Regions from separate parts of the Mus musculus genome. Here region 2 is linked to region 1. A link is a contact called in public HiChIP or PLAC-seq data. All regions are on one chromosome and are shown on one strand. The core of a region is the stretch at or near the end of the contact, and the rest is flanking DNA. Distances in the headings are between cores, read along the strand shown. Region 1 holds the start of Ppp2r5d (protein phosphatase 2, regulatory subunit B', delta). Region 2 has its middle 11 kb from the start of Rpl7l1.

Region 1 (5,796 bases), core at 1,634-4,133:
TTTGTTTTGTTGGTTTTTTTCGAGACAGGGTTTCTCTGTATAGCCCTGGCTGTCCTGGAACTCACTTTGTAGACCAGGCTGACCTCGAACTCAGAAATCCACCTGTCTCTGCCTCCCGAGTGCTGGGGTTAAAGGCGTGTGCCACCACACCTGGCTTTGATTTGTTTTTTTTTTGTTTGTTTGTTTGTTTTTGTTTGTTTGTTTGTTTGTTTTTTTGAGACAGGGTTTTTCCGTATACCCTTGGATGGCTTTGAACTCATGGCAATCCCACCTCAGCCTCTTGAGTTTGAGAATCAGAGATGTGCACCATCATGCCTGGCTACATTGGTGCATTCAGACACACATTTACTGGGGGTTTAACCTAGGGCCTCACACATGCCTGGCAAGCACTGAGCTCCAATCCCAGTCCCTCCTTTTACATTGTAAAACTGCATGCAAACCAGACTGCCCACTGTGGTACTGTAATCCTAGCACTTTAGAGGTTGAGGAGAGGTGATTTCAGGTTCAGTGACAGCCTGAGGTACATAGCAAGACCCTGTGGCAAGAACAACAAAAAAGAAGGCCCTGGGGACTTGGATTCCCACAGAGAAGAAAAAAAAATCCCACTTGCAGCCGAACTTTATGTGTCTCTGTCCCCTGCTTCCTAGAGGAACCAAGGTCTGCAGGTCTAAAGAGGCTACACAGTCAGTGGCAAGTTTATGCCCCAGGACTACAGTGCATCTTGAGGTTTTGGGTATGGGCAAGGACATCTGTTGATCAGCTCCATCAGAGGACAACTGCCTCAGTTACACTTGTACAGATAGGAATATCCACCAGCGAACAAACACCTTTCTTCCCCATGCAAACAATAGTAGAAATGCAGCCTCACTGTGTGCTCCCCTCAACTCAGTGTTAGTCACCGAGCAAAATGCAATTCTGTATGAGAGCCAGGCTCCTCTCCGTGCTGGCCTTACCCTGTGCTCACTCTTGAAGGCACTCCAAGCTCCTACTTGGCTTAAGCTTCCCTGGCAGAGATCACCCGACACCTCCTAGTTGCAAAATCAAAGTGTTCTATTCAGTGTTTAGCAGACTCTACCTGCCTCTGGCCATTGTGACACCAGTTCCCTCTAACCATCTTTCATCACTTAGGAGTCACCCTCAATGCATCCTTTCCCTGATACTGTCTCCCCGAATCCAGTGACTCACCGAATCCCGTTGACTGTACACGTCTCCGGAGCTCATCCGCTTTTCTTCATTCCGGTTTTTAAAGTCATTCACGTGCATGTGTGTGTCTGTGCGTGTGTATGCCACCTATGCAGGTGCCCAGGGAGGCCAGAGGAGGGCAGGGCGTCAGGTTCCTGGAGCTGGGGTTACAGGTGGTTGTGAGCCAGCTGTTGTGGGGGCTGGGAGCCTAGTTTAGGTCCTCTGGAAGAGCAGCAAGTACTCTTAACCACTGAGCCTTGTCTTTTTTTCCATTCTGTTCTTGAAGTTTTAAAATTGTGTGTGTGTATGTATGTATGTATGTATGTATGTATGCATGTGTCTATCAGGTCCCTTGGGGCTGGAGTTACAGGCAATTGTGAAGCAGCTAATGTGGGTGCTGGGAACTGAATTCAGGTCTTTTGGAAGAGCACCATCTTCCCAGCCCCCATCTTTCCCAATATTGGGGCTACTGCTCTTTGTGTAAGGATGATTGACTATTGTTTGGTTATCATGCTCCTGGGGGAATCCAAGACCTCTTTCCTGGGGAACAAACGGCCACAGGCTTATTTGTAACTTTTTAGTTCTGAGAGTTGTTTCTTTGTTGTTGTTGTTTGTGGTGGCGGGTAGGTTTTTTTTTTTTTTTTTTTTTGTCTTTTTTTTTTCTTTCTTTTAAGAGGTTCTTATTGTAGTCCAAACTGGTCTGCAACTGGCTATAGTTAAGGCTGGTCTGTAACGCCTGATCATCCTGCCTCTATCTTCCAAGAGGTGGGGTTACAGGGGCAAACCCATCACACCCAGCTCGCAGATTTATTTTTGATGGACCTCCTCCAGTTCTTTAATGTAATCTATTGGCTACTAGGATAACTAAAATATATTCCTCCATGTCATTCTGAGGTTTGTGTAATTTATGTGATTGTATTTTAATCGTCTCTTAATACGAGTCTGTGAACCTCATTAGAGTGGGAACTACCTGAGGGCAAGAACCCAGTCTTACCCACTTGAACACTAGCTTGGGTGCGGCGGCGGCTCAGGGCTCAGGTAGGGAACGATGAGGCTGCTTTTTCACTTCATTCTCAGTGGCTCCAAACGCAGCTGTTTTACCGATTCCAGCACCCTTCCAGCAGCTACAGGGACCCACGTCTTGAAGCTGCAGCAAACCAGGGTTTCTTATTTTATTTCAGCCCGGTTCCACCGCTGATAGGCTTTCCCCTCTGCTCCTCTGCAACTGTGATCTAGGACAGACTTGATGAATGCCCGGGAGTACCCTTGGGAGTCTTCTCTATCATTTCACGTGTGCAATTTGAGCTACTTTAAATTCCTGTGAAGAAAGGTGCCCTTTTCGTGTTAGGGCCTTTTTCCTCCAGTCCGTACGAAGCAGGGCAGGTAGAAGAGCAGGGGAGAACATGAGAGCCACTTCTGGAGGGAAGGAGCAGAGCTCAAAGGACTGAAGAATAGCAGAGGACGACGCACAAGGCGACGCCGGAGAACAGATCTGCTAGCCAAGCTCGGGTTTCCCCATGGCTCCGCCTCCTCCACGAAGCCCGACCCTTTTCAGGGCGGGACCTTCCACTCCAGCCAATTCTGGGAGCCGAACCCTGGCGGTTTGTACTCTTTCTTTCCAATGAGAAAAAAGGGAAGCTGCTTGGCTCCAATGACCAATCCGAGGAGGCGGCTCCTGGTTCTCAGGCAGGTTTGTAAGAGTTCGGGCCAATTGGAAGCGCAGCCACGGCTCGGCCCGGGCGCAGCGCGCAGGCGGTGGCGAAGAGACGCCGAGCGGGCCGAGTGTGGCCGAGCAGAGCCGGAGCGGGGCCGCAGGAGCCGGGCCGGGTGTGGACCGGCCGAGATGTCCTATAAACTGAAGAAGGATAAGGTGAGCGTGGCCTTTCCCCTTGCGCCTCCGCCGCCGGGCCTGCGCGCAGCTCTGGGAGGGGCCCGAGGCAGGCCCGGGACAGCCTCAGACTGACCCTCTGGTCCGGCCCCCCGCAGCACTCCCGCGGCCAGCCCCAGGGCCGCGCGACTGCCAGCACCCCCAGTCCGTGCAGCAGCTGGGACAGCTCTCCGTCTTTGCCCGGACAGATTTCCCCCCACCTATCCCTCTTCCCTTCCTCTTTGCTCCTATCCCCGGCCCCCTCCAGATCTGCTCCACTCCCGGCTCACTCCCTTGCTTTTTCTCCCCGCCTTTATCTGTCCCCGATCCCCCACGGTTTGGGACAGTGCTCATTTAAGACCGCATTTCCCTCCAGTACTTCCCCCACCCCCGCCCTGAGCAGCCCCTTCCCTCTTCTCCTCACCAGCTTAAAAGACGGCCTCTCCACAGTTCTGTACAGTCCCTCCTTCCCCCCCCCCGCCCCCCCACGACAAGCCCCTGACCTAGAACCGCTCTGCTTTCTCTCTCCTCCGCCCAAATCTGGCCTAGGCCCCTCCCTCGAGTCTTCCTTTACACACAAACTTGTAAGCCAGGACCGAGCCCTTCTTCTGTTGATGGAACCCCAGAACGTCTGTGCTGGAAGGGAGCTTTGGAGCACATGCAGACTAGCATGCTAGTGGTACAGATGAGGAGACTGAGGCCGGGTCAGGGGAAGGGACTTGTCCAAGGTCACACATCCTGCTGGAGGCCCAGCTGCAATATCAGGTCTCCCAACTTGGAGGGCTCTTCTGTGCAAGTGCCTAACTGGCATCAGCTGGCTTCCATGTTCACCCTAGACGGGACTCGGTTTCTAATCTGTTAGAGGCTCCTCCCTGTATTCCTTAGGATAACCTTTGCATTTCCTTTTTTTGCACCAGGACAGGATTTCTCCCTTTCTTCTGGCCTGTTCTGTTTAGTTTTCTTCTCATTCTGCCGTCCAGTACACTCGGTTTCTTTATTATTTGCAGTGGCAGAGATCAGACCCAGGGTCTTGCACATGCTAAGCATGTGCAGTACCATTGGGCTACACTCCCAACCCCACAGGCCATTTCTTGATGTTACCGTCTTTTGCCATCTTTTGCCTCCAAACCACCCTGACCTGTCCCTGCCTTTCCCTTTGTTTGCTGCTCTTGCTTGATCTGTGGTTCTTCTGAGAAGCAGACTCAGCTGGGGAGGCTGGAACTGGTCTTCAGACTCCCCAGCTTTTGGGCTGGCCCCTTGTGTTGGGCTGGCTCTGGCCTGGTCTCGTGGTCCACTCTCCTGATGACCCCAGAGGTGGATTGCATTCATTTTTCCCCTGATGGATGCTGGGCTACCATCTCTAACCATATCAGTCAAACTCTTTATCCCGGGGCTGTTGTGTGTTTGCCAGGAGGCTCTGCTTCTGGGCTGTCACTGTCTCGGTCTGAGAGTTAGATAGAGCACAGGACAGGGGGTGGTGAGCCAGGCAAAGTTGTGTGCCCTACCTGGGTCTTATCCTTGGGGAGTGGGCTTGCCAATGGGCGCCATCCAGCAATAGAAACTGTGCACTCAAGATAGCTAAGCCCGGGACTGGGGCTGTGGAGTTCAGAGGAAGGGGTGATCTCCTTAAGCGCCTGTCGTTTCTAGTCTGTGGACCAGATCCTGTCCCATCTGTCTGGCGGCTGATTGGGAATTAGAGGGGACGTTCTTAGACTTCGTCAGGCTGTGAGTGCTTTGCTTGAGAAAGGGCACAGGAAGGACCGGGATGCGTGGAGGCAGCCAGGGAGGCCTTTATGAGAGCTAATCTCCTGCACTGGATTTTGGGCTGCGTTTGGCCTCCTTCAGGTTCTGAGGGGGAGAGAGATGACAGTGTGACTGAGGTGTACCAGGGTGGAGGCACAGAGACAGGTGGGTGGAGGCCCCTTTATTGCTCATCTGTCACCTGTCCCCTCTCTCCTCGCTATCCTTCCCTGCTTCCCTGGGGAAGTCTTTCCTGGGCCTTCACTTGGGCTCACTTACAGACTTTATGTGTTCAGCCTTGGGTGGGAATGAACTGTGGACACGTTTTATCCTCCTTGAGGTATTAATGAAACTGTGTGCAGGTTTGCATGTCCCTTACACATAGCACATAGTAGGTGCTTCGTAGGCTGGTGCTGAGTCAGTCTTTTTTTGTGAGATGAGCATCCTTCCCTTTTAAGATTGGATTTAGGTCTTTTTAAAAAAAAGGTTTCCTGCATTAGGTACCCCTCCCACTTTCCTGTTCATCGTAGCGGTATTAGGCATTTGGATTTTCTGTACCAGACACTGGGCTAAGGGAAGTGGGTCCTATCATGGTTTTTGTTTAATAGGTGAGGAAGAAGAGGCCGAGAGAGGCTCCTCACCTCCCCACTCGCACATAAGTAGTAAGCGCTGAGGTTAAAACACAGTGCTGGCCCGAGAGTCCAGTGCCTCCCGTCATGCGACAGCTGGGCCGGGCCACAGTGCCTGTGTTTCACCTGTTCTTTAGAAGACAGGGAGTGAGGCTCGTGGGCCCTGTTCCCCTACACCCACTCACACCCACACACCAAGGCAGCTGAACCTCTCAGGCACACTCCCTGAGAGATGAGTATCAGGTGGGTGGAGGGTACCGGAAGCTTAGGCGGCTCACGATCCAGCAGAGACCAGCCTGAGTGGCGGTGGGTCAGCTTTGTTGGAGGGCCTGTGTCTGTTGTGTGCTGTCACTGTTGTGTGCCTGTGTCACTTTACTG
Region 2 (5,796 bases), core at 1,986-4,485, 88 kb before region 1:
TCCTGATGCCAAGAGAGCAGCCAGTGGGTTACTACAGGAAATGTTAATAGGAAAGACAGAAATTTCCTCTGCAGCTGGAGACCCTGATACAGCATCACCCTGGCAGGACTCTGTGGTCCAGTGGGAAGTCAGCCCTGGACTCCAGGGTATGGCTGTGCCTCAGCTCTGAGCTCTCTTCAAGACAGAAGTAGAGCATCTTTGGTACCCAGCTGAAGAGAAGAGTTAAGCAGCCATCCCTTGCAGAAGACATGGTATAAGTGTTAACAGCTCTAAGGGGAAAGGTATCCAGGCAGCTGGGAGCCAAGCAATACCACAAAGTCACAACAAACCTCACACATACAAGAGAGTGGCACAAAAAAAAAAAAAAAAAAAAAAGAGTGGCTGCCTCTGCTTGGGCAAGAAGCAGCAGAGAACTTTATAGAGAGTTTCTTGGGGTTTTCCAGGTTGGGGGATTAGTGGGTTTTCGAAGTCCTGAGCTTGGGCTTTTAGCTCTATAGGGCAGGGCTTGACCACCTGTGTCTTACAGGGCTGGGTAAGAGTGCTTAGAGTATTCTGGAGGTCAGGGCTTAGAGGTTAGAAGCCATCAGTTTTAAGGCCTGGCTACTCCTATTACGTACCTTGAGGGGTGCGGTTAGAAAACGTGTGATTTTTGTTTGTTTGTTTGTTTGTTTGTTTGTTTGTTTTTGTTTTTCGAGACAGGGTTTCTCTATATAGCCTTGGCTGTACTGGAACTCACTCTGTAGACCAGGCTGGCCTCAAACTCAGAAATCTACCTGCCTCTGCCTCCTAAGTGCTGTGATTAAAGGCGTGTGCCACCACGCCCGGCTGTGATGTTTTCATTACTTTCCACTGAATGGGGGTGGCGAGGTCTTTGAGGCAAGCTTGATCTTCACCATCAGGGTATAATTGGGTGTCATAGGCCTCTGGCTCCTCAATTAAAGGCTGGTAATCCTGTAAAAGTCTGGTTGGAAATCTTTCAGATCTCTTGTTGAAGAAATCTAGACAAGCTTATAAAGCAGGATGTGTCTAGTAGGATAAGAAAAGGAGAAGGGCTGGAGAGATGGCTCAGGAATTAAGATCACTGACTGCTCTTCTGAAGGACCTGAGTTCAAATCCCAGCAACCACATGGTGGCTCACAACCATCTGTACAGCTACAGTGTACTCATATACATAAAATAAATAAATCAACTTAAAAAAAAAAAGAAAAAAGAAAAGGAGAAGGGACTGGGCAGTGGTGGCGCACTCCTTTAATCCTAGCACTCGGGAGGCAGAGGCAGGTGGATTTCTGAGTTTGAGGCCAGCCTGGTCTACAAAGTAAGTTCCAGGACAGCCAGGGCTACACGGAGAAACCCTGTCTCAAAAAGAAAGAAAGAAAGAAAGAAAGAAAGAAAGAAAGAAAGGAAGGAAGGAAGGAAGGAAGGAAGGAAGAAGGAAAGAAAGAAAGAAAGAAAGAAAGAAAGAAAGAAAGAAAGAAAGAAAGAAAGAAAGAAAGGAAGGAAGGAAGGAAGGAAGGAAGGAAGGAAGAAGGAAAGAAAGAAAGAAAGAAAGAAAGAAAGAAAGAAAGAAAGAAGAAAGAAAGAAAGAAAGAGATAGAAGATAGATAGATAGATAGATAGATAGATAGATAGATAGATAGATAGATAGATAGATAGATAGATAGATTTAGGCAGTGGTGGCACACGTCTTTAATCCCAACACTTGGGAGGCAAAGACAGGCAGATTTCTGAGTTCGAGGCCAGCTTGGGCTACACAGAGAAACCCTGTCTCGAAAGAAAAAAAAAAAAAAAAAGGAAGGAAGGAAGAAGGAAAAGGAAAGAGAGAAAAAGGAAGGAAGAAAGAAAAGAAAAAAAGAGAAGGAGAAGTGGGTCCAGAAGGGGACTATCCAATTCCTATTGGACTGTGGATGATCCACTGGCCAGAGGCATCAAGCTGTTTCATAACAGTTTTTTAGAGATCCCTCTTGAATGTTGGATCTTATCTTTTACTAAACCTGACTGGTTTGACATAGAATCAACATTCTTTCCCAAGGAAGAAGCAAAGCCCACCTCTCCCTCCTATCAGTAAATCTTCACAATTTTGTAGCACTACAGTTGGCAGTGAGTCTGTTTGGCCCTTGATGGTAAGGATGAGCCACCAACTGGAGATCCTGAATGAACTTAGAGGAAAACTGACAGTAATAGCTAGGGAAGTAGTCAGTGCCGCCACTCCCATGGCCATACCAGGGGTTACACCCAGGACTTGGAGTAGGATATGATCTGAGCTGCTGGTTTGTCATGCTATGCTTCCATAAACCCTGTAACTGGCAAGGGTTTGTCACCAGATCACCCCTAGTTTTGGGAAAAGGAGCACCAGGGCACATGTCCCAGACTACCCAGTGAGTAAGTAGTGGATGTGTCATGAAGATAACTGAGGCATTACAAATGTTTGGGTCTTGAGGTTGGGTGATAATACTAAGGGTTAAGGTGTTACTGCAGTTTGCAGAATCCAGTGTGCCCAACATCATGTTCCTGAGGAGTTAAAGCAGTCTGTAATACCAAAGAGAGAGAGATGGGAGAGAGAAGGGGTGGTAGTGATATTTGGCATGGAGCAATTAATTTGCAGCGAGGCGAGAGTCTAATTAGACAATGGGTGAGGCCACAAGTGGTGGTTGCAAGGTTGACCTAAGAGGGACAGACACACAACCAACATCCTCCAAAGTGGTCAGGGAGTGGCTGGTTCACTGAGGTTAAGGTTTGAACCGAGATGGTGTGACAGGTGGTAGATCAATATTGTCAAAAGGGTGATACTAGAGATATAAGGGCCTTTAAAGAGCATTGGATCACTACTAACATGTGTTTAGGGGTTGAGAGAATGTGGTGTGTACCCTCTGTATTTTGATCATACCTGACAGGCAGCTGTGATTCTATAGTGAAGTTTACCAGTGACCCTTGTCTCCCATCTGGGATGCCATAGGTCCTTAATTAGGATAGAGAAGATTCCTGCCAGGCATGGTGGCAAACGCCTTTAATCCCAGCACTTGGGAGGCAGTTCCAGGACAGCCAGGGCTACAGAGAAACCCTGTCTCAAAAAAAACAAAAACAAAACAAAACAAACAAAAAAAGGATATAGAAGATTCCCTATTCTTCATAAAAGGTAGAGTGCTATTGTGGCTTAAATAGGTATGGTCCCATAGACTCAAGTGTTTGAATGGTTGGTAATAGGGAGTGGTCCTGGGTGTGGCCTTATGGGAGGAAGTGTGCCATTATAGAGGCTGACCTGACCTTGAGGTCTCCTTACTTTCAAGCTAAGCTCAGTGACATAGTCTCCCTCTGCTGTCCATGGATCAAGATGTAAGTAGAAATCTCAGCTCCTTCTCTAGCACCATGTCGACTTGTATGCTGCCATGCTTCCTGCCACGATGGTAATAGAATAAACCTCTGAAACTGTAAGCCAGCCCCAATTAAATGTTTTCTTTTAAAGAGTTATCCTGGTCATGGTGTCTCTTCGCAGTGATAAAACCCTAACTAAGACATGCATCATGCCGCCTACAGGACTAATAAGAGCGGCCGGCCTCCGTAAAGAACTCTCTAGTTTGATCCTAGAGAAAGCAATCCTAGGGCACAGGTGCTTTAGAAATTAGGTGTTATAGGAATAATTCTCTTCTCTTGGCAACATGTTGGTGAGCAGTCTCCAGACCCCACTGCCAAGGTCCAGCCTCTGCTTGCAGAGGGATTCCTGAGAGAGGGCATGTTTGAGAGTGGCCTGAGAGCAACAAGAAGTCAAATCATGGGTTCCAAGCTGACGGCCCATGCTCTGTTTGAGACAGCCTTACAGATAGCACATTTGCACTTGCGCTCTTCCTCCCCCCCCCCAACTTTCTCTTACAATTCCAAAACTCTCTAGATATTTTAACTCTTGCAGATCAAAAACTCAGTCTTTTACTTCCATATCAATTCAGTCAGGTTCTCTCCTGATTATCCTATGAATCATCATCCCAGGACTGCAGCCCCTGGATTCTTAGAGACAGCAAACACTTTGTTTTAAATATTGCAAATGGATGCAGAAATCTATCTACGTAAGCACGGACAATAAGCTAGCTGGGTGGGGCCCCACTCTAAAATGACCATTCCTACCATGCCGGGACGGAATCTTAGCTGGATGGAATCTTGCCCTGGGATCACCCCCTCCCTAAATCTCTTTATCCCTTTTTTGGTATCTTTCTCACAAGCTGGCTCACAGTACAGCTGCCTCTGTTCCTTTACATCTGTGACAACCATTATACAATTCATATTGCATCTTTATATATTGCATAATTGAGATATTATACATTTTGAACTCTTGTTTTCAGAGTTCTTTCCCTCAGCCTTAAAGGCCAGGCTTGGCACCCCAAATCATGAATGGTCTGGTGCAACCATTGAGTATAGGTTTCCTGAACCTTTGAATATTAATATATAACAAAGGCATAGGAGAGCAAGAAGTCTGAAATAATTTTCATTATCTTAGATGACCTTTTTATGCCCTTCCAACTTGTATTCACCTTAAAACCCAGCTCTGACACCCTCGGGCACTTCTTAGAGATGCAAAATTTGCTTTAGGGCTTGTTCTTTTGTTTTCTTTTTTTCCCTTTTTTTTTTAATTTAAATTTTATTTTTTATGTGCATTGGTGTTCTGCCGACAGGACTGTGTGAGGGTGTCACATCTTGGGGTTACTGAGAGTTGTGTGTGCTGGGACTTGAACCTGGGTCCTCTGGAAGTGCAGTCAATGCTTTCTACTGCTGAGCCATCTCTCCAGCCCCCTGTTTGCTTGCTTGCTTGCTTGTTTTGAGACAGAGTCTCACTATATTGTGCTGGCCATCCTGGAAAGCACTCTGTAGATCAGGCTGGCCTCGAACTCACATCTACCTGCTTCTCCCCCCACCCCCACCCCCGCCCCATCCCCTGAGTGCTGGGATTAAAGGCATGGGCCACTATGCCCAGCTGAGTTCTTACATTCTCCATCTACACATTTACTAGAGACAAGAGGAGTTATTACTGAGAGCGGTAGCTGCACAGCAAGCACCTTCGAATTCTTTTGTTTTGTTCTCCTTTGTCACAGTCTGGTGACCCACCTGACACAGGACAGAGATTTTTGAAGGAAATCTCTACACAAACACGCTTGGCTCTAGAGGATAAAGATCTATAACCCAACTCCAAAGCCAGCTTCCCGGTAAAGCAGAACACCCTAAAACAACTCTCATACGATCCACTTTCAAAAGGTATTTGAATCCCTGCTTAAACTGCATTCAATGACCAAAAAGCCCAGAGATTAAATTCTGAGCCCTGGCCATCAAAGCAGGCATTTGTGATGGTGGCCAGCAGCTGGCAGCAAAAGGGAGAGCAGAAACAAAACCAATGAACACAAAAAGCTCACATGCTCAAAGACCAGTCAGAAACAAAATCATGGCCGCCATCATTCCTACATTCCACTGAGCCTGACCCATTCCCATCCTGGTCCCCATGTTCACCCCAAGACTTACAAACCCAGCAGAGTCACCCGCACTCTCAAAACACAGACAAAACCTTCCAAACAACCAGGACCTGCTGAGCAGGCAATATCTGCATTGCCCTGAGTGGGCGTGGAAGGATTTTATAGTCAGATGAGAGGGGCATCAGGTTTGGCTGATGGGGTCTGGGTGTCCTGTACTCAGGGATGCACCTGGAAAGCTGATGTGGGGAAAGATGTGTCCCATTGTGTCATTTGCATGAGAAGAAGGAGAGGAATAGCTGGTGAGCCTATGGTCAAGCAGACTGGAGGAGTGATGGAATGAAGGCTCCCA

Evidence for each region. HiChIP or PLAC-seq counts read pairs in DNA pulled down with a chosen protein or histone mark.
Region 2: a contact with region 1 is called in an H3K27ac HiChIP or PLAC-seq map of embryonic stem cells, with 6 read pairs. The contact joins the enhancer-like site here to the promoter of Ppp2r5d in region 1. A contact is called at or near these places in 3 of 39 promoter capture datasets (cranial neural crest, erythroid cells and macrophages), 7 of 484 Hi-C or Micro-C datasets (B cells, CD4 T cells, embryonic fibroblasts and 4 more), 4 of 115 datasets of contacts at active chromatin or transcription factors (the SCID.adh cell line, bone marrow-derived macrophages and embryonic stem cells) and 3 of 9 other capture datasets (adipose tissue, liver and pancreatic islet).

What each region holds. Positions count from the first base shown.
Region 1 is chr17:46,702,089-46,707,884 of GRCm38.p6, reverse strand. It overlaps Ppp2r5d (protein phosphatase 2, regulatory subunit B', delta), which reads left to right and starts at 2,883. Exons shown (of 15, transcript NM_009358.3): 1 at 2,883-3,052. The coding sequence starts at 3,026. It overlaps Gm52314 (a long non-coding RNA gene), which reads right to left and starts at 2,260. Exons shown (of 2, transcript XR_003952400.1): 1 at 2,177-2,260; 2 at 1-1,343.
Region 2 is chr17:46,790,635-46,796,430 of GRCm38.p6, reverse strand. No RefSeq gene overlaps it. Among named protein-coding and RNA genes, the nearest start is that of Rpl7l1, 11 kb to the right of the region's middle. Within about 2 kb of position 3,235, at least 6 of the 459 cell types and tissues checked have an H3K27ac peak or open chromatin away from gene starts, as enhancers often do. A contact at or near this core is called in embryonic stem cells, where this site is marked.